Regions from separate parts of the Drosophila melanogaster genome. Here all the other regions are linked to region 2. The links are chromatin contacts, called in public Hi-C and HiChIP or PLAC-seq maps. All regions are on one chromosome and are shown on one strand. The core of a region is the stretch at or near the end of the contact, and the rest is flanking DNA. Distances in the headings are between cores, read along the strand shown.

The links. Hi-C and Micro-C count contacts between places; a contact is called where the count stands out from the background. HiChIP or PLAC-seq counts read pairs in DNA pulled down with a chosen protein or histone mark.
Region 1: a contact with region 2 is called in a POLR2A S2P HiChIP or PLAC-seq map of the Kc167 cell line, with 5 times the contacts expected there. The contact joins the promoter of Drak here to the promoter of CG1572 in region 2. A contact is called at or near these places in 1 of 1 datasets of contacts at CTCF or cohesin (the Kc167 cell line), 45 of 107 Hi-C or Micro-C datasets (the D17-c3 cell line, the Kc167 cell line, the ML-DmBG3-c2 cell line and 20 more) and 5 of 6 datasets of contacts at active chromatin or transcription factors (the Kc167 cell line and the S2 cell line).
Region 3: a Hi-C map of the Kc167 cell line shows a contact between it and region 2, with 1.7 times the contacts expected there. The contact joins the promoter of bif here to the promoter of CG1572 in region 2. A contact is called at or near these places in 3 of 107 Hi-C or Micro-C datasets (the D17-c3 cell line and the Kc167 cell line).

The regions. Positions count from the first base shown.
Region 1 is chrX:11,491,318-11,494,939 of dm6, reverse strand. It overlaps Drak (Death-associated protein kinase related), which reads right to left and starts at 1,805. Exons shown (of 5, transcript NM_001169253.2): 1 at 941-1,805. The coding sequence starts at 1,074. It overlaps lncRNA:CR44556 (long non-coding RNA:CR44556), which reads left to right and starts at 1,942. Exons shown (of 1, transcript NR_123869.1): 1 at 1,942-2,603. It overlaps CG33235, which reads left to right and starts at 3,367. Exons shown (of 1, transcript NM_206687.2): 1 at 3,367-3,622. The coding sequence starts at 3,417.
Region 2 is chrX:11,557,356-11,560,963 of dm6, reverse strand. It overlaps CG1572, which reads left to right and starts at 2,327. Exons shown (of 4, transcript NM_001298197.1): 1 at 2,327-2,476.
Region 3 is chrX:11,677,394-11,680,939 of dm6, reverse strand. It overlaps bif (bifocal), which reads right to left and starts at 1,970. Exons shown (of 6, transcript NM_167295.3): 1 at 1,651-1,970; 2 at 1-96. The coding sequence starts at 87. Vlet (Valette) reads left to right here and starts at 2,351. Exons shown (of 1, transcript NM_167294.2): 1 at 2,351-3,546. The coding sequence starts at 2,670. The coding sequence ends at 3,275.

The DNA.
Region 1 (3,622 bases), core at 556-3,055, 66 kb after region 2:
GACCATATTGTCAGCAAATTCGTATCTAAAAATGCGCATTTTTAAAGCGTACAAATTCAGAGCTATTTTCAAAACCAATTCGTACTGAATAGATACGTATTTGTTTACGAATCTTTCGATGTTCATAACAAAACCACTGTGCCGTTATCCACACAAAACTCTCTTTTTGTCTCCCGTTCACATGTGTGTGTTGAGTAGAAGCTCACACACACAGGCAAGTCGCAAGAAAGAAGAAAAAAGTAAATAAAACAAGTTTTGAGACGCAGAAGTTTTTCAGAAAAAATAAAACAGACTCGCCACTGACTTTCTTTAACATTTTTAGCTTTGTTTCGGTGGTTTTTGGATTCCGCTTTTATTTTTTATTGAATTTAGCAGCTGCATTCGCAAAAACAAGGAAAACAAATCTATTAAACGATGATAAATTCACTGATGTTAGGTGTGATTTTGTAGCAGTTACCTTCAATTGTGATCGCAAAGTATGTTTAGGTTGTAAAAACTTAGAAGATCATTTTCAATATGGTTATTTTTGGCATAACTATGCATAGAGACATGTATATTTATCTTGGATTACATTTCAAAATATTATGATACGAAAAAGAAACGATCGAGCTTAGTAAAACAAATAAGGCGATCAAGAAAAGATACACATATGTATAGATTTATGGTATTCAAGTACCTAAAACAAGTAAGTAAAACTCCTAGCTTAGAACTTTATAGTTAGTTACATATGTATATCTGCGGTATGGACTGTATCTATGGTTCTGACCAGAATTCCCCAAAAGAGCTAAATTATCTATATGGTTTCCTTTCTAACTGATTTTTTTTTGCAGTGTGGAGATGCAAAAATCTTGTTTTTGTGCTTCTTATTTTCGGTTGAATTTTTGGCAAGGGAAAAGGAGAATAATAGCGCGAAACTCAAAACAGAAAACTAAAAACTCACCTGGCAAACGGCGTCTGTTCCACTTCGTAGATCTCGTTGATGTCGGGACATGAGACGAGGAGTCCCTTCAGCCGATCGGCGTCCACATCCAAAAGTCCGTCGCCAATGGGAAAAATTCCCTTTTCGGTGAACATTTTGTGTGTGTGTGGGGGGGGATTGTGGTGTTTGTGTGTGTGTAGTGTGTTTGAAGATCGAATCTTCTTTCGATTTTTGGCTGTATTTAATCCTTCGTTTGATTGGCTTTTATTTTTTTTAATGGTAACTTGTTATTTCTTTGAGGGTCGAATCTCAACTGCACAGAACCAAAAAAAATTGTAGTTTAGTGATAAAAACACACGCTTCGATATAATGCAGCGGAATACGTTGCGCGCGGGAGAGCGACAGGGAGGGAGAAGGAGACCAGATTCCAGTACAACCCAAAAACAGCAAAAACAAAAAATCACACTAATGAATTAAAAGAAGTAAAGAAGCAAAAACTATGCAACTGCAACACACAGACACACGCGCGCAAAGAGAGGCCCGAAAAAATTCCCGCGTGTGTATGTATGTGTGATGCTGTTGCTGCTGGTTATGTTTTTGTTTTTGTTATTTTCGGTATTTCGCCAGTTAAGTACCGTTCTCTCCGAAGAACTCCGTCTCAGCTTCTCTTCTTCTTCTTCCTCCGCTTGCTCGTTTCAAAAAGGGTTTTATGCGAAAAAACGGCTCGCAGATTTTGGCCAGGCTTTATTCTTTTTTTTTGTGTGTTTCGCTTTGCGGAGGCACGGAGGTACAAGAAACTCGCAGCGGAGCAGCGCGCACGAACCGTTCGTTGGCGGATTGAAATTTCAATTACTCGCGTTCGCTTAAAGTGAACGCACACCATGAAAATAACTCTGCTGCTGGGGCCTGGTATTTCTTGCCAGTGTCTCTGGTCACTCTGTTGCCGGACGTTTAACGCTAGGCACTGTGAAAAATACCAGAAAATACCGAAAGTCTGTTAACAGCACTAGGTTTATAACAGTGCAGTTTTGTTTATAATTTAAGCTGAGAAAAGGCAGAAAAAGTAAAAATTAAATTTCGTTTCAGTAATAATAACTAATGTGAAACTAAGTAGACAGTTATATGAACACCATCTTACAAAAGTAGTTATATGACGTTTCCAATGTTAAGTTTGGTGGAAAGCACATGGTCACACTGCGGCCGATTCAAAGCGTGTTTTCAATTTACCAATTATTGTTATTTGGTGGAAACGTAATAAAGATATTATTTTTGGGATGCAATGTGCGTTTTGGGTGGCGCCTGTTATCGGGGCGTGTGGGCATAACACAGCCCGCAAATAGTTGGCACCTCGCGTCTTCATTGGATTCTCAATTTTAAATGTATATTTATATTTATGCTTGCTTGCAGTTCCCTGGCTTTTTCTCGCCCTGCAAATTTTCCCGCCTTGTTTTCCCACCGTTTGTGTGTAGGTGTGTGTGCTCCACTTGCAAGCCAGTGCACATTTCTCGTGCACTCTGAATCATTACTAAGATCTTAAATAAAGTTTAAGTATATATAGTTAAGTATAGTTAAATATAGAAAACTTTTTTTCTACATTTCAATCCCTCTCTCTGGAATAGACCTATTTTACACCACGCCATTTCTACTTTGTTTAAAAATCATAACTTTGCTAATTTCTTTCAGTGTAATTGGATTGGATGGGATATGCAGTGGATATGCGTTATGTTTGCATTTCTCGTGTGCGTTGCATATATTTTTGTCACCACGACGGCATCTCAGGAATGCGGAGCACCAGAAATAAACCAAGTGCAAAAACCTTTAGCATCCGTCTATTAATAATGTTGTCGTCTCCGGATCTGCTTAGGTTTTTTTTACAAAATGATTTTATTTTTCTTTTGGTCGGGCGGTGGATTTTCTTGCCACGAACTCGCCAAAAACTCCTCTTGGCAGCCATTCAAGTTTAGCAGATCCGGCTTTTGACCTAGGGAAAATGCTTGGCCACCGCGAAAATAGAAAATCGGATCGCGAGAAACCCCAAAAAATTGGGTGGAAATTTAACAAGCAGGAACGAAGTAGTTTCGTTTTAACGCATAATTTGGTGTTACAAATTACAATTGTTATTTATAAGGCAAACAACATTATCTTGTATACAATGTCCTGTTCATGTGTGAGCAGTATAATAGATCTGATATTTAACACATTGCATCGACTTTTATTCAAGTGGAAACAAAATATTTTATTTTGTATAATTCCCTTTATTGGATACAACCACAATTTAAAGTAACCCTTACACTTCGAAAGTGTGGATTTGACAGCTGAAAGTTGACATTTGGAGCTCATTCCCTGAATACATTCTCTTTTTAAAAAAGTCGTTCACCAGGTAACATCGTCACAGCGGATAAAATTATATAATTTTGTATATTATATTATTTCTTATTTCATCACAAGGAAACCAAATTACTTTTATCATTCGCATTGCCATATCGGAAAGATAACCATGAATTTCAGCAAGAAACTGCTTGGCGACAAGAACCTTGTCCGCCTGGATTCGGACGCGACAAGGACATTTTGCCCGCAAGTCTCTGAAGGCAGACTCACATTGGAGAATGTCATTTTCGATCGAGGGGGCAGCGTGACCACCAAGAAGCCTAGGAAGCGCCCGACGCCGAAGCCAGTGATTCGTAATTTCAATAATTTGAGTGT
Region 2 (3,608 bases), core at 1,078-3,577:
AATAATTGACCCCCATGCTATGAACTTGATTGCGATGTGTGTGGTGTCTATAAATTGTGAATTACTCATGGCATTTGCATTTGCATGTCTCTGCCTTAAGGTTTTCCACCGAAGGCGATCCGCATTGCAAATGCATTACGCTAACCACTGGATGCATTTTTTTATTCATTCATTCATTCTATTTTGGTTTCTGTTATTATTGGTGCTATTGATAAAAGCCGTTTGCCCGATAACTGCCACCCACTACAGGGCGGGGCAATCCGGCGTCATCTCCGCCGCACTAGCGTTACTCATCAGACTTACCGCTCAGTGTTTTACTGCTGCACTGCAAGAAAGACTATCTAATTTCGCGTTACTTCACCGAAAGTGATATTATGTTTATCAAAGTTTTTATGGCTTTGTAATTGATGATATAAACAAATGGTTATAGACATGGTATTGGATATCATTGGTAATAGATATGTTGTTTATAAATGGGGTTATCCATAAATAATGTACGAGCAGATCAATCAGATATTATTAATCATATAAATTCAGTGTGCATATATACTTTGTGGTACTAGATAGATTATGCATATCTTACATATTTATATAATAATTCTAATTCTAATATGAACACACACTAGTATTTCTTTTCAGTGCACTCTCTATCGCCCTCACCCACTTTTCTCACTCTCCACTTTCAGGTGGCGCTGAGTCAGAGAAAAAGTCCGAGGAGCTTCCACTAGCAAGTTTAATTCCTTTCTTTTTAATTGCCAATCCGTGGGCGGCCAATGAACAGTGTCAAGGGGGCGTGGCCGGGGGCCTAGTTGCACTTGAAGATTACAAATATTAAGGTTGGCCGCTCCGCTGCTTGGCTGCTCTGCCGCTCACTCGATGACATCATGACGTCAGGCGTCATTTATACCGCGCTAGCCAGCAGTCAAGTCAACTTGTTGGCGTTGTTGGCTGAATTGCCTTGCTGATACCCTGGATGAAAACGCATCCGGGTGGCATAGACCAGTCATTATTTCCAATGTTGTGGCCAAAAAACTAAATATTTTCTTCCTTTAAATCTGAAAACCGTCTTTTGGCCAAAAATACGATTTATGCAAAGGGTGTTTTTATCATAACTTGTCTAAAAATGGTCATAAACGCATAGGAATGACTGTTTTGTGCAGCTAATAACCCCTACTAACTATCCCTATCACTTTTTGATGGATTTTGAAAAATTAATTTTTGGGTCGATTTTTGCATATTCGGTATTCATCAAAATTTGCGAAAAATGGCAAAAAATTAAAAATCCAAATTTTAAACACAGTTTGATTAGAATTTTGAATACGAACTCAACGAGGTATGACAATCCATATTTGGATCATTATTTCCAATGTTGTGGCCAAAAAACTAAATATTTTCTTCCTTTAAATCTGGAAAACGTCTTTTGGCCAAAAATACGATATGTACAAAGGGTGTTTTCTTATAACTTATCTAAAAATGGTCATATAAGTACAAGAATGACTGTTTTGTGCAGCTAAAAACCACTACTAACTATCCCTATCACTTTTTGACGGATTTTGAAAAATTAATTTTTGGGTCGATTTTCGCATTTTCGGTAAGGGGTAACATCATCAAAATTTGCGAAAAATGGCAAAAAATTAAAAATCCAAATTTTAAACACAGTTTGATTAGAATTTTGAATACGAACTCAACGAGGTATGACAATCCATATTTGGATCATTATTTCCAATGTTGTGGCCAAAAAACTAAATATTTTCTTCCTTTAAATCTGGAAAACGACTTTCGGCCAAAAATACGATTTAAATAAAGCGTGTTTTTATCATAACTTGTCTAAAAATGGTCATAAAAGTGCAGGAATGACTGTTTTGTGCAGCTAATTACCACTACTAACTATCTCTATCACTTTTTGATGGATTTTGAAAAATTAATTTTTGGGTCGATTTTCGCATTTTTGGTAAGGGGTAACATCATCAAAATTTGCGAAAAATGGCATAAAATTAATATTCCAAATTTTAAACACAGTTTGAGTAGAATTTTGAATACGAACTCAACGAGGTATAACAATCCATATTTGGACCATTATTTCGCATTTTTTGGCCCAAAAAGCGACATATTTAAAAAATTGCAATGCATGTTTTGTACTACCAACCTAATTCGCTTGTGAAGTGTTCTAAGTGATGCAGGGTATCCCCCAAGTCGAGTCGCAGTAAATCGGCCTGGAAGGCTTCTGCTGGGTCTTGTTTTGTTTTCGTCTCGGCTGCGTCGACTGCGACGCTGAAAACTGTGGCAGAGGCAGCGGGCCAAACGCTTTTATTTTTCAGTTTCGGTTTCAGTTTCGTTTGCAACGTGCGCGCGAAAAGACGCAAAAGTCGAAAGAAAAGTGCGAGGAAAACCAGTTGGCTGAGTCCTACGCCGAATTTTGAGAAAAGTAAGAGTAAGATCCATACCGAAAACTTTAGATATACAGAGAGAGAAAGAGGTACATACCACCCATTTCTACCGCTGGGACTATATGTGTGTTTTATTGTTTTTTTTTTTTTTTTATATATTTTTTTTGTACATTTCGAAAAGCAAAAGGAATTGGAATTCTCGGTACTTGGCTGTGCATTAATATGTTGTTAATTTTTTTTCTCCTACAAGCATTAAACTGCATTATTATTGACGGCGATGATATCATTTCCAGAGTTGAAAATGCGAAACCGAATGTGAGTCGCGTTTGCAGTGGGGAAATATTCTTATCAGCAGAACATTTGATAGCTTGCCTTTTGGTACATATGTATATTGATTAGTTGTTGTCATTTGGGAAATTGACAAAAGCGGCGTCTTTGTTCATCTCTTCCGGTTCCAAAGAGGAATCTTAAAGGGCCCAAAACAACAACCTGTTGCTTGGGCCAAGTTGCTTGGCATGCGAATTAAACTATCGTACATCATAGGCATGATATCATACCGCTTTTCGGCGGAAATCCGCCATCTAATCAATATTCGGAATGTATTTTGTTTAATTCCGATAAAATGTCGCACATGGGTTCTTGTTATTTTGGTTTTTGCTTTGTTTTGTTTTCTTATTATTATTTTTTTTTTTGGTTTTCGGTTTTTGGTTTCGGTATTACGCTTCGGAATTTGGGCCGCACCCCTTCCATGCCACTGGGATATACATATGTATATATGTATGTGTATGTATGTGCCTCTACCACTTTTGTGAATTTCGATGAGCATCATTCACATTGTGTGTAAACTATTGCGTCACCGGTGGCGTCATCGTTTTTGAACTCGTCTAATGCGCCACCGATTTTGAGGAAGGTCTAAGTTCTGAAATCCAACCCCATTCCAATTGCCATCAATCTTGTATGAGCACATTTCCTAAAACAATATAATTCGTTGGTATTTTCTAAATTGATCTCTTCCTTGCTTAGTTAAAATATCAAGAATATAAAATTAGTTACGATTTTCAACTCCTCTGTATGGGTCTTACAAGGCTTTTATTTAACTCATGTTTGTTTTAAGCCAAATATAGCAAATATAGCTATAGCAGAGCAGTTAATTTGGAATTAATCTCACTATCCTTCCGTTTGTTATTTGTTTTAAGCTAAACTGGTTTTATTTGTTTGCCT
Region 3 (3,546 bases), core at 721-3,220, 120 kb before region 2:
TGCAGCTCCCAGGCCAGATCCTCCAGCTGCTAATCCTGCTGGCACATCCGTGTGTAAGTCCAACGAAGGCCGCTTCTGTGACTCCATTATCCCCGTCTGCAATAGGCATTATTCGCAGCATTAATGCATGTCAGCCGTGTCCGCGGTGTCTGTATCGCAGTAGTATCCCCTATATAGTGTGGCACACTATCCAGCTCTACATCTCGACCCAAAGACCAAGTCTGGCGGACTGACTGGCCCGAAGCTGGTGCCAATTGCAAGTGCCCGGTGCCCAAGCTCCTCTACGAAGCAAAGAGGCGGGCATAGCCGACCCAAAAGATTGGCCAACCATGCAAATTATATCCAATTCAAGAAACTATCTCAAGATTCTCAGTTTACTCGACCAGTTTTCGAGATGAACCAATAAGTGAGGGTATAAATATATTCTAATAGACAAAAGTACTGTTTTTTCAATATATGTATATTACATGAGAAGGGGAGTAAATACTTTAATATACATTTAACAAAAAATAAGCTACGATAAACACAAGCTGAAAATGAAATATTTGTCATTGCAGCAATTATTTTCTGCTTATGTAGAAATTTTAATAACAAAGTCTAGATAAAAAATTGAATCATTTTTATAAAATCGCAGCCTGTAGAAATCTAAGTTAATAAATAATAATAATAGTTATGACTGTAAAACTCGCAGCTGTTAGCAGAAATTCTATTTCAACAAGTGTATGGTTCTATAATATATTTATAATTTAACATTTATCTTGGAAAATAAATAAGATGAATATCTTTTGAGTAGATAAAAGGTGATTTCGAATTCGTGGTGGCGATGGCATTTAGAGTTTTATTTTTCTTAATTGGATTAACTGCTGTTTTTACAGCCCGACAGCAAAACAAAACGTAAAACAAAGGTAAGAAGCGAAGAAACCCCAATATTTTTCCAGCATAAATATGCTAAACTGCCATAATGAGCGGAAAATGCGATAAAACCGAATATAGAGAGGAAAATAACGGAAAAGAAAAGCGGGGAAACTGAAACCAAACGATTCTTTTTATTGTTTGGCTAAAATTGATTGCATGGCTAGATTATTGCTGTTGGAATTGGAATTGTTTCTGTTTTTGCAGCTTTGCCTTTTGCATGCCGCGATAAAAAGTATTATTTTTAATTTCCCGTATCAGGCGTATGCATGTGTCTGTGTGTGTGTGTGTGTATGCATCACACGACTCCGCCGGAGAGAGTGTGAGTGTGTGCAAGGGTGGCTGAAAAGGGGAGAGCGATAAAAAGGGGCTGCAAAATGCAGACGAAGCATAAAATAAACAACCGACGACGCGCTATCGATTTTTACGGCATGCTGGAAGCACCAGCACACTGATACACACAGTTTGCAGAATAGGGAAATAAACTGGAAGTTATGCTATGCCAAATTGAGTTTTTTCAACAAAAATTCCTCGCAGAGAAACGCGAAACGAACTAGTGGAAGACTAAAGAGCCGGGTTTTGTTTATTTACACAGGAACAATACAATCGCACGCAGCCAAAGACACACATACGTATACCACATACACATGCATATATCCCGACGCACTGTTCCGTTAGTTTAGTTGGGGTTTTTGTTTTTCTCGGGCTTTCGCTGAAACCTTAGCTTGAAATCCTTACTTTTAAGATGCTGACTATTTTTTATAATCGGTGGTTGGTTTTGCTTCCAATTTTCCGATCCCGAGTTCCGTTTATCATCCGCTCCGCTGCGCCTGTTTACCCCGCTTTTACACTTTTCCGTTTCGCTGTAGCTCAACGAACTCGTCGCTCTCCTTGCTCCGCGCACTTGTCAAGCTTTCCCGACTGCAACTGCACTCGAACTCGGGGCGTGGGTGCACTCGCTGCGCCTTAAAAGTGCATCTTTCGCAGCCGAATCAGCGGAAAAATCTGCATTAAGTTAAGCCGCGTTTCCAATACACAAATACTGCTTATCGATTGTTGGCGCTATCGAGCGGAGCATCGATAGGCATCAGCGGAGTTGCCAGGTAGGACGATTATATTAATGAGTTGGAAAACTATTCGTACTTGATAATCTTCTACAAATTGAATCGTCGATCGTCGGTGCCGTCGACAATCTGGTATTGATATTTGCTGGTGCGGCTTTTTTTCACGAATTTTATTTTGCAGGAAACATAACAGCAAATATTATTTAAAACATTGTAATTTTATAAGGTAAATTATTCAGGCCTAAATACAGAAAAATAAATTAATTTAATAAAACATTTAAATCTAAAAAATTAATAAAGAATATGTTTAAAATCACATCGCAAAATGTAATATTTTTGTATTTTAGTCAGCACTTACCGTTATTATTGGCAGTAGTAACTGTGTGGCAGCACCGCACCGTGGCAAGTCGATAGTTTTTTGTATATTGTTGGTCTGTATAAACAAATAATATTAAAGTCATAATAAAAGAAGTGCTGGTAAAGACTTAATAACTCTATGTTCCTTAAAAATTTTTAAATATATCTCACAATGAGCATTAACTGGATAAAGATCACGGAAAGGTATGTAATATCAATGTTCTTATAGAGATTAATTTCTTGCATTTATATCTTAGAGCCCGTGAGGGCATCAAAATCATCAATGCCTTGCCCTACGAGACCTTTACGACGGTTCTGTTCTACACCCACCGGCAGATGAGTCCCAGCGTAGCATCGGCGAGTGCCACCAGTAGTACAGTGGGCACCAGTGTGACGACCACCGGCCGGGTGGACAGCAGCACCGAGGAGAACCCCACAAGTAACACCGAACCGGAGTACACACTCGAGGAACTGGAGCGATTGGTGGGCGTACCGCGTCAGGACTTCCTGCTGCTGATCAAGACCTTCTCCTACATCCTGCGTCGCATCTCCACGTTTATCATCAAGCCAAGTTTGCTGCAGCGTGAGCTGCGCGAGAAACTCCAGCTGGAGGATGAGGCCAAGATCGATGCCATATTGCGTTTGTGGGTGCGCGAAACGACGCCCATTATGAACAATTTGGCCAGCAAGCGGTACGAATCAAATGTCATCGAAGATGTGGCCTGGAAGCTCAACATGGAGATCTCCTCGCATTGCCAGCAGCGGGAGAAGACCCCGCTGGCCGTGCTCCAAATGAAAACGGCCGTCGGCGAGGATATCAACATCGAAATGACACAACCGGAACTAATGGAACTGTACAATCAGTTCGAGAGCATCCAGGGCGAACTGGACGCCATGCTGGCCATGAAGACTACAGGAGCAACGGCGCCTGGCAATCAGTAGTGGGACGCCATCGACCAATTCCAGTGCCAATTTTATTGTTGATTCACACAAAACTCTGTGCAAAAAGATGGACCTAAAAGTATGCAATACTAACACGATCGTAGCCAAATGTTAAACACGTTTTTTTTTGTTTAATTCAGTAGGGTTTTTCCTATGTTCTGGCTAATTTTCCGAACGTAGCCAAATTTTTACTAGAGTAAGAGTTCGGCTTTGATTTATAAAACGTTGCAATGATTAGGATCTTCCAAACAGGACTAGTTTTTAAGTTTTA